Regions from separate parts of the Mus musculus genome. Here region 1 is linked to region 2. A link is a contact called in public Micro-C data. All regions are on one chromosome and are shown on one strand. Each heading gives the region's core, a stretch centred on a gene start, on an enhancer-like site or on the middle of the called end of the contact. The rest is flanking DNA. Distances are from core to core; before and after follow the strand shown.

Evidence for each region. A called contact is a pair of places that touch in the nucleus more often than the background predicts.
Region 1: a Micro-C map of embryonic stem cells shows a contact between it and region 2, with 11 times the contacts expected there. The contact joins the promoter of Rap2a here to the promoter of Gpc6 in region 2. A contact is called at or near these places in 2 of 484 Hi-C or Micro-C datasets (embryonic stem cells and uterus).

What each region holds. Positions count from the first base shown.
Region 1 is chr14:120,476,284-120,480,014 of GRCm38.p6, reverse strand. It overlaps Rap2a (RAS related protein 2a), which reads right to left and starts at 1,554. Exons shown (of 2, transcript NM_029519.3): 1 at 975-1,554. The coding sequence starts at 1,288.
Region 2 is chr14:116,923,368-116,927,020 of GRCm38.p6, reverse strand. Gpc6 (glypican 6) reads right to left here and starts at 1,724. Exons shown (of 9, transcript NM_011821.3): 1 at 926-1,724. The coding sequence starts at 1,085.

The DNA of each region.
Region 1 (3,731 bases), core at 305-2,804, 3.6 Mb before region 2:
TCAGTAGTATTAGTTAATAAGGACCAGAGAGGAGCGTTATCAGTAAAGAAGAACTAGAAAATGATGCCAGAACTCTGTAGTAACATGTTAGACTTTCAGTATTTAAAAGGTTAAGGGGAAAATGCATAGCATCAACTTAAGAGAGAACAAACACTAAAAGCATTCAGGTCACCAGCCACATGCAAAAATACATCCTTTGAACACTTTATATCAGGAAAAAGCTTGTTTGCTTCTTCTTCTTCTTCTTCTTCTTCTTCTTTTTTTTTTTTTTTTTGCATTAACTTTAAATTAGCTGATACACAAGCCAGAACTCAGACTAAACTTCTGTTTGTTTTCCAAGAATAGCCTCCTTCCCTGTTCTTTTTTTTTTCGGGGGGGGGGTGCGGGGGGGGGATGAGGAGGCTAGCTTTTAAGAGAGAAAGAGAACTGAATCTGCACGCTCTCCGCGTAAATGTCACAAGTGTGCTTCTATATGCCAAGCCAACTGAATGTTGTGTGGTCTTCAAATTATTTGCCAATGTGTCTTTAAAGTTTTGCACTAATCCATTTCTGCCAACCTCCTGGCAACATTTAATCTTTTCCGCAACGAGAAAGGTCCCCCCTAACTTAGTATTGACACTGTCACAAGATATGTATGTACAAATTTCGGCTGTCAAACCTCTTACGGGTGCATTTAAGCGCGCGCTCACTCTTCACAGGCGTGCCTACACTAAGACAGCTCCCCTTTCCCTAGCGCCCACCTACTCATCCCTTCTTTCCTTGCAAGTTTGAAACTTTGTTCTTTCTAGGGTCCCGAAGAAGCGCTACCAACGTCCTAGAGACAAAGGGCTGGGCTGAGGGTTAACAGGATGCCCAATTTCACTTGTGAAACAAAGCCCACAAATCTGAGCCCCTGGAGGAGGTGGTGTAGCCCGGGCAAGCCAAGGACCGGGATCGCCGCAGCCACCGAGCCCCGTGTGCCCCGCTCTGCTCACCGCTTCACGCGGATGATCTGGTCCCGCATGGGCTTGATGTCTTGGAAGCTCTGCTGGTTGACCAAGCTGTAGACCAGGATGAAGCCCTGGCCGTTCTTGATGTACAGGTCCCGCATGGACGCGAACTGCTCGGTGCCCGCGGTGTCCAGGATCTCCAGCACCGAAGGCGAGGAGTCCACCTCGATCTCCTTGCGGTAGAAGTCCTCGATGGTGGGGTCGTATTTCTCAATGAAGGTGCCGGTCACGAACTGCACGGTCAGGGCGGATTTGCCTACCCCGCCCGAGCCCAGCACCACCACTTTGTACTCGCGCATCGTCCCTGCGCGGCCGCCGCCGCCGCCGCCGCCCGCGACATAGACCTGCGCCCGCGCGCCGCGCCCCGACCCCGCGGCCCCGCCGCCCTTACGGACTCGTCGGCTCACGGCCGCGGCAGCGCCCCGGGCGCCGGCAGCGGGGCTGCAGCTGAACGAGTCGTGCGCGGCCCTGTGAGCGGGCCAAGCGGGAGGACGATGCAGCCCCGAGGGCGAGAGCAGCAACAGAGCTCGACCTCGAGCCGGAGCCGCCCGAACCGCGGGCCCGCAATGCCGCCCGCCCCGCCCCTCGCGCCTCCACGCCCAGCTCCCGCCGCCGCTGCTGCCGCCGCCGCCGCCGCTTCCCCAGCGCTGGAGCGCGCGCCCGAGCCCAGCCGCAGCGCTGCCCGGGGCGGAGCCAGCCGGGTGGGAGGGGTCTATAAGAAAGCCCGCCCCTCGCGCCGTCGCCTAGCGACCGTCCGCGCGCTCCAGAGAAGACCGGCTTCCGCGACACCCGGCAACACCCAGCCTGACCGGCCTCCGTACTGCGTCTGCGCGCTCTCCTCCGCCCGAAGGCAGGCAACGTCAGACGCCCACGCTCGGGGGTTTGCGGGAGGTGACGGTGGAGGGACCGTGGGCTTAGGAAGCCGTGCGCACCGTGCTTGGGGACCTCAGGACGGGCCGGCCTATGGCTGACATACATGACTCAGCCTGTCAGCCTTCGGAGAGCTTTGGCTTGATCCCGTTATACGTAACGACGTGAGCCTTAAGGGCCGCCGCCATGAGTTACACAAGCAAATCGAAGCTCGGCTAGTCCGTGGCGCCCAGGCTACACGCAAACCCGGTCCGCGCCCGATGACGTCACCGGCCCGCCCTCTAGCCCCGCCCTTGTCGAGTTTGACGTAAGCCGAGCTCCTCCCCCCGGGCTGGTAGACAGCCTTGGGCGCCTGGAAAACCTGGAGCTCGGATCCGCCCCCCACTGTCGGGAGACCCCAGAACATCTCAGCAACAGCCTGCGGGGGTGTCTGCGCGGAAGCTCGGATTCACTGTAGCCAATCAGATTGTGAGTCCGGACTCTAGACTACCACTCTTGACCAATGAAAAGGCGTCTCATCTTGCTAACCAATTGGTGTAAGACCCAGTGATAGACTGAGCCAACTCCCCTCCGGGGCCTGGAGGGGCTGAGAGTTTGCGCTTGCGCACGGCCTGGTACCCAATCGTAGGCCAACTGAGGAGTGACAGAGGGCTGGGCGGAGCCAATCAAACCTGCACTGTGGAGACAGTGCAGGGCTGCTGGGGAACTGGGAGGGGCAGGGTTCGAGCGCCCGACCCCCTGGTGTTCTGGCACCGGAGCGGGTTGCGTTGGCAGACAAGAGGGATGAGTTCTGTTCTAACGTCGCCTCCGTGGCATTCTGCCTGGAGATGGGCATGGAAGTGGTGGCAGAGGATGCGGGCTGGATCGTGGGCTGAATCGAGAAAACTGGGACTTTTGTCTTCAGGGTGAGAAATTTTCCGGTCCCTCAGGAGACATCCATCTGGCAGCAGTTGCTGTGGTCCTCCGATCATGCCTCCTCAAATGTGTATTTTCTACCCCGTTGTAAACCAGCGTATCTTTGGCCCCCGAATCTTCGTCATACGCTCCCAGCCACAATCGCAAATACATGAAAATTTACACCCTCTGCAATAACTGTTCGTTGCATTTATCTTCATTAAACCATGTCCTTGAAATGACAACTCTAACCATAACTACCTCACACTTTTCAGAAGGCTGTATTTTTTCAGTTCTGTCAGAGCTTGGTGTACCTCTCCACCATTCTGATTTCTTACAGAGGTCATTGTAGAGTGGATTTCGGTCTGGGTTCTTCTAACAGAGGGACATTCTTTTGCCATCTTTTCTGTCACTTGTCAAAGTACAAAAATGTATTCTGATATAGGAGTCCCCCAAATGCCTATTGTTTCTGAACATTTAAGAATTTATATGCTTGAATTACCTAGCTACAACATAACTGCAAGTTTTTATTGAAAACAGTTTAGAGCAAGTGCCTTGTCAAGTTAAAAAATGTCAACTACCATCTCTCCTTGCATCATATCCATGGATGCTTGGTTCCAGGACACCCCCGAACCAAAATCCTGCAAATGCTCAAATCCCGTGTATGAAGTGGCATATTTGGACTTAGCTTACATGCTCTCTTGCACATTTCAGTTCTTTCTAGATTCCTTGTAATGCCTAATATTTTGCAAACGTTAGGCTAATGGTTATACAGTCCTTGGGGGAGTGACTCATAACAAATCTACATGCTAAGTACAGTACACCATCCCCCAATAATTTTGAATCGCTGCTGTTTGGATGCATGGATACGGAAGGCTGCCAATATAGCTCAGGTCAGTCGTGACTTCTCAGTTATATACTATGGAAGTTTGAGAACTTGAAACTTAGAGAACAGGCAGTGAAGAAACTGTAGGGGGA
Region 2 (3,653 bases), core at 475-2,974:
AAGTTGCTGCTCCGGCAGAGGGTGGGGGCTCGAGAGCTCGGGAGGAAGGAATGCTTGTGACCAGGAGAGCCGGAGAACCTGAAGTGCAGACCCCGGAGACGAACGCCCCCATCGGGTCACTTGCTTAAGTTGGCTCCGCGTGCACCAGCCGGCCAGAGCGGGAGGCCATGCTCGGGACCCGGCGCCACGCCGGGTGGCCCGGTTGTCTCCTCAGCCCGAGTGACCAACCGCAGTCCGGGAAGCACTGGGGCACCCTAATGGGAAAGTCCGCCCCAAATCTGAAGCAGACAGAGTACTAAGACACCTCCTCCAACTGCCTCGGGACTCCAACGTGCAGATCCTAGAGACCCGAGCAATGGGTCCCCTTAGTGGCCCGTCCCCAGCCCAGGAGCCGGGCGCCCAGTCCCTGGAAAGGACCTGGAGAGCAGAGAGCTTGAGTAGGGGAATCTCCGCGTCTCTCCACCGCCCCCGCCGGCGCGAAGGCGGGAGTGGAGAAGGCGCCACTCAGACGGTGGCGCTGAGCAAACTGCGGCCGCAGTTCTCCCAAGTTTGCCCCAGCGAGGGGGATGCTATGGGCGCCCGGCTCCGCTTTCTGCCTCCGCTAGCCGTCCTCACTCCACCGTCCTTTGCTCCAGCGGCCGGGCCAGGCTCTAGGCCAGCCACGGAGGTAGCAGGGCGCGGGAGCAAATGCAGGGAGAGAGGGGCGAGGGACGAGGGTGCTCCCGCGTGTGCACACAATGAGGCGGCGGGCACGCACACCTTCCTCCCGCCCGAAAAACGGGATCAGCCTCCGCCGCCTGGATGCAGGGACGCGGGGTCCCTGGGAGGTACCCGCAGAAAGTGAGCACCAACTGAGCAACAGGGGGTAGGGAGAGGGCGCCCCGCCGCCTCTCGGGGCTGCAGCGGGCCCGGGGCCCACGCTTACCTGCGATCTCCTGGTAGGGGATGTCCGCCAGGCTGAATCCCTTGGCACCGTAAGCCTGACGGACCTCGCTGCAGCTCCGAGCCTTCACGTCCGCCGCGGCCGGGAGGGTCAGCAGCAGCCCGGAGAGAGGAAGAATCACAGCCCGGATCCAAGAAGGCATGGTGCAACATGCAAGTCCACCTCGGCAGCCCCCAGCTCCCTGTGCGCTCTTCACCTTGCCCCTCGAGCCGAAAGCCCGCCAGAGCCTGCGGCGCGCTCCTTAGCCGCTGCCCAGCGTCACCCCCTTCCGCCAGCCGAGGGGACGAGCCGCGCAGACCTCTGGACTGCACTCAGCAAACTTTTATAAGCCAGATGGAGGATGGCAAGCCAACCAGGGCTGCCTTGGGAAGGCTGCCGGCTCCGCTAGCCACTCCGGTAGAAAATCGTTGGAGAAAGAGGAGAAAAGAGGAAAAGGCAAAGAAATGTCTTTTTTTTTTTTTAAACACCACAGTAGGGGTGTTCAGCCCTGCGGTCCGAGTTCCGAGCCGCAGAGTCGTGGAGCGCTGCGAGCTCGCCTATCCAGTGTGCGCGACGAAGGTGGGACCGCGCGCCGGCTCCCCCCACCCCGAGGGAGATGGACAGGCCGGCGCGAGTGTGAGCGCGCGTGTTTGTGGGTGTGAACGCGGGGCTCTCGGGGAGGTGTGTGCGTGGAGGTATGTGATGGAGATGTACGGGATCGAGGGGAAACCTCAGCTTCACATAGACTGAGGGAGCCAGTGAGAGTCTTCTTGAAATGGGAAGAGAGAAAATCCTGGAGACTGACACAGGAGGCAAGAGGGAAGGAGAAAGGAGGGGAGGGAGAGAGGGAGAAACGTGCTACCCAGTGCACAGCCGAAATTCAGAGGCAGAGTCGGCCGCAAAACCTGGAATGGATCGCGAGCCACTAGGCAGGAGGGGAAAGATTACCAGCAAAAGGTCCCTATTTTCTCAATCACTTTATGGCCTCCACACACTTCCGAGATGTTCCCTTTCCTGATATAAACAAACCACCAAAAAAGACAAAGTGTTTGAGGAGAGTAAATGTTATCACGCTATATTTTTCTGGAGATAAAGAATATTGCATTTCCAATTGTTGCTCTTGCCCCAGTGTACCTAACACAAAGCCAGGGAAGAAATGAGCAGAAAAGAAACCTAGGAACGGGGCCAAAGCCACCTCTCTAGGTGGTAGCTGCTTTCGGCTCATCTTAATGTTTTGTTTTGTTTTGTTTTTTCCTAAGAACAGATAGAGGGCCATAGGTCTTTACTCCTCTCCTGTCGGCTCTCTCTCTCTCTCTCTCTCTCTCTCTCTCACACACACACACACACACACACATACACACAAAGAGGGAAGGAGAGAGAGAGAGAGAGAGAGAGAGAGAGAGAGAGAGAGAGAGAGAGAGAGGTTCCACCTACAAAACACTGGATTCTTAAATCACTAGGCTTAGGGCATGTGAAGATAAAACAATGGCTGCTGGCCATGCAAGAAACAGGACCCCAGGAGGGACAAGGTGTTGTAATCTTCTCTCATCAGATTCTCTCAAACACTATAACCTTAACATTTTCTCCCAAGTTCTCAGAAGTCTGTGAAATGGGATGCAAGTGAAAATTCGGGTTTAACCAACTTCCTGAGCCTTTCTTCACGCTAATGAGCACAGAGATCAAATATACTTAAGTCTGCCCTGAAACCCACAGCTCCTGAAACTAACCAATCAGAAAAAGAAGAAAAGAAATGCTATCCAGTAGTGAGGCCTTGTGGACACTGGTCTCCCAGTTCCTGAGAAGTCAGTACAGGGTCAGGCCTAGTTCTGTAGTACTGAAGTATAAATCTGCAGGATGCTGGTTTCCTGATGACTGGTGACCAGAGCGACTCCTGGAGCCTAAATCCTTGCATTTGCCTCTATCCTAGGCACCTTCGTTACTGTCGGAATTGTTCAGCACATCTTCTTTTCCAAGAACTCCTCTTTAGCCCGTCATCCTCCTTATAGAGTGATAGAGTGCTTGCTTGTCGCATCTTCAAAAGTTCATACAAAATGCTAGCGCTCAGGGAACAGAAAGAAGTCTAGTCTAGTTGAGGAGCTTTAAGCCATTTGCAGTCAGTCTCCAAGGAGGTAGTCAGGGGGCTGAAGGGATAGATGGCTCAGCAGTTAAGATCACATGTTGTTCTTGAGAGGACAAGAGTTTGATTCTCAGCTCCCCAACAATATGGCTCACAAACAAACTCCTGTAATTCCAGTTCCAGAGATATCTGACCCCTCTGGCCTCTGGAAACACATACACACACACACACACACACACACACACACACACACACACACACACGCACACACACACACTTTCAAGAAGGTAGATAGCAATTCTGAGCACACACCAAAGGTTGTGTACACTGGCAAACACATATGCATCAAAAAGGCCATTGAGTGAGGTGGGTCATGATGATTACCTGAAGTTTGGCTAATCCTCTTATATTTGACGAGCACTCCATACTCCTATAAGTCAGTAGCTGTTGCCACTGTAGACTTGTAAGAAGGCTAACACACAGAATATTACCAGATTCAGCAAGCATAAAGAGATGAGCTTAATTCTACTGGAAGGGTCAACAAGTTTGGGGCTGTTTTGTGAACTTTAGTCAGAGCAAGGACTTAGGTCATTTGCCTAGCCCACATATTGTGTAATACGGCATTGTTCGAAGTGGTGTTAAAGGAATGAGGCC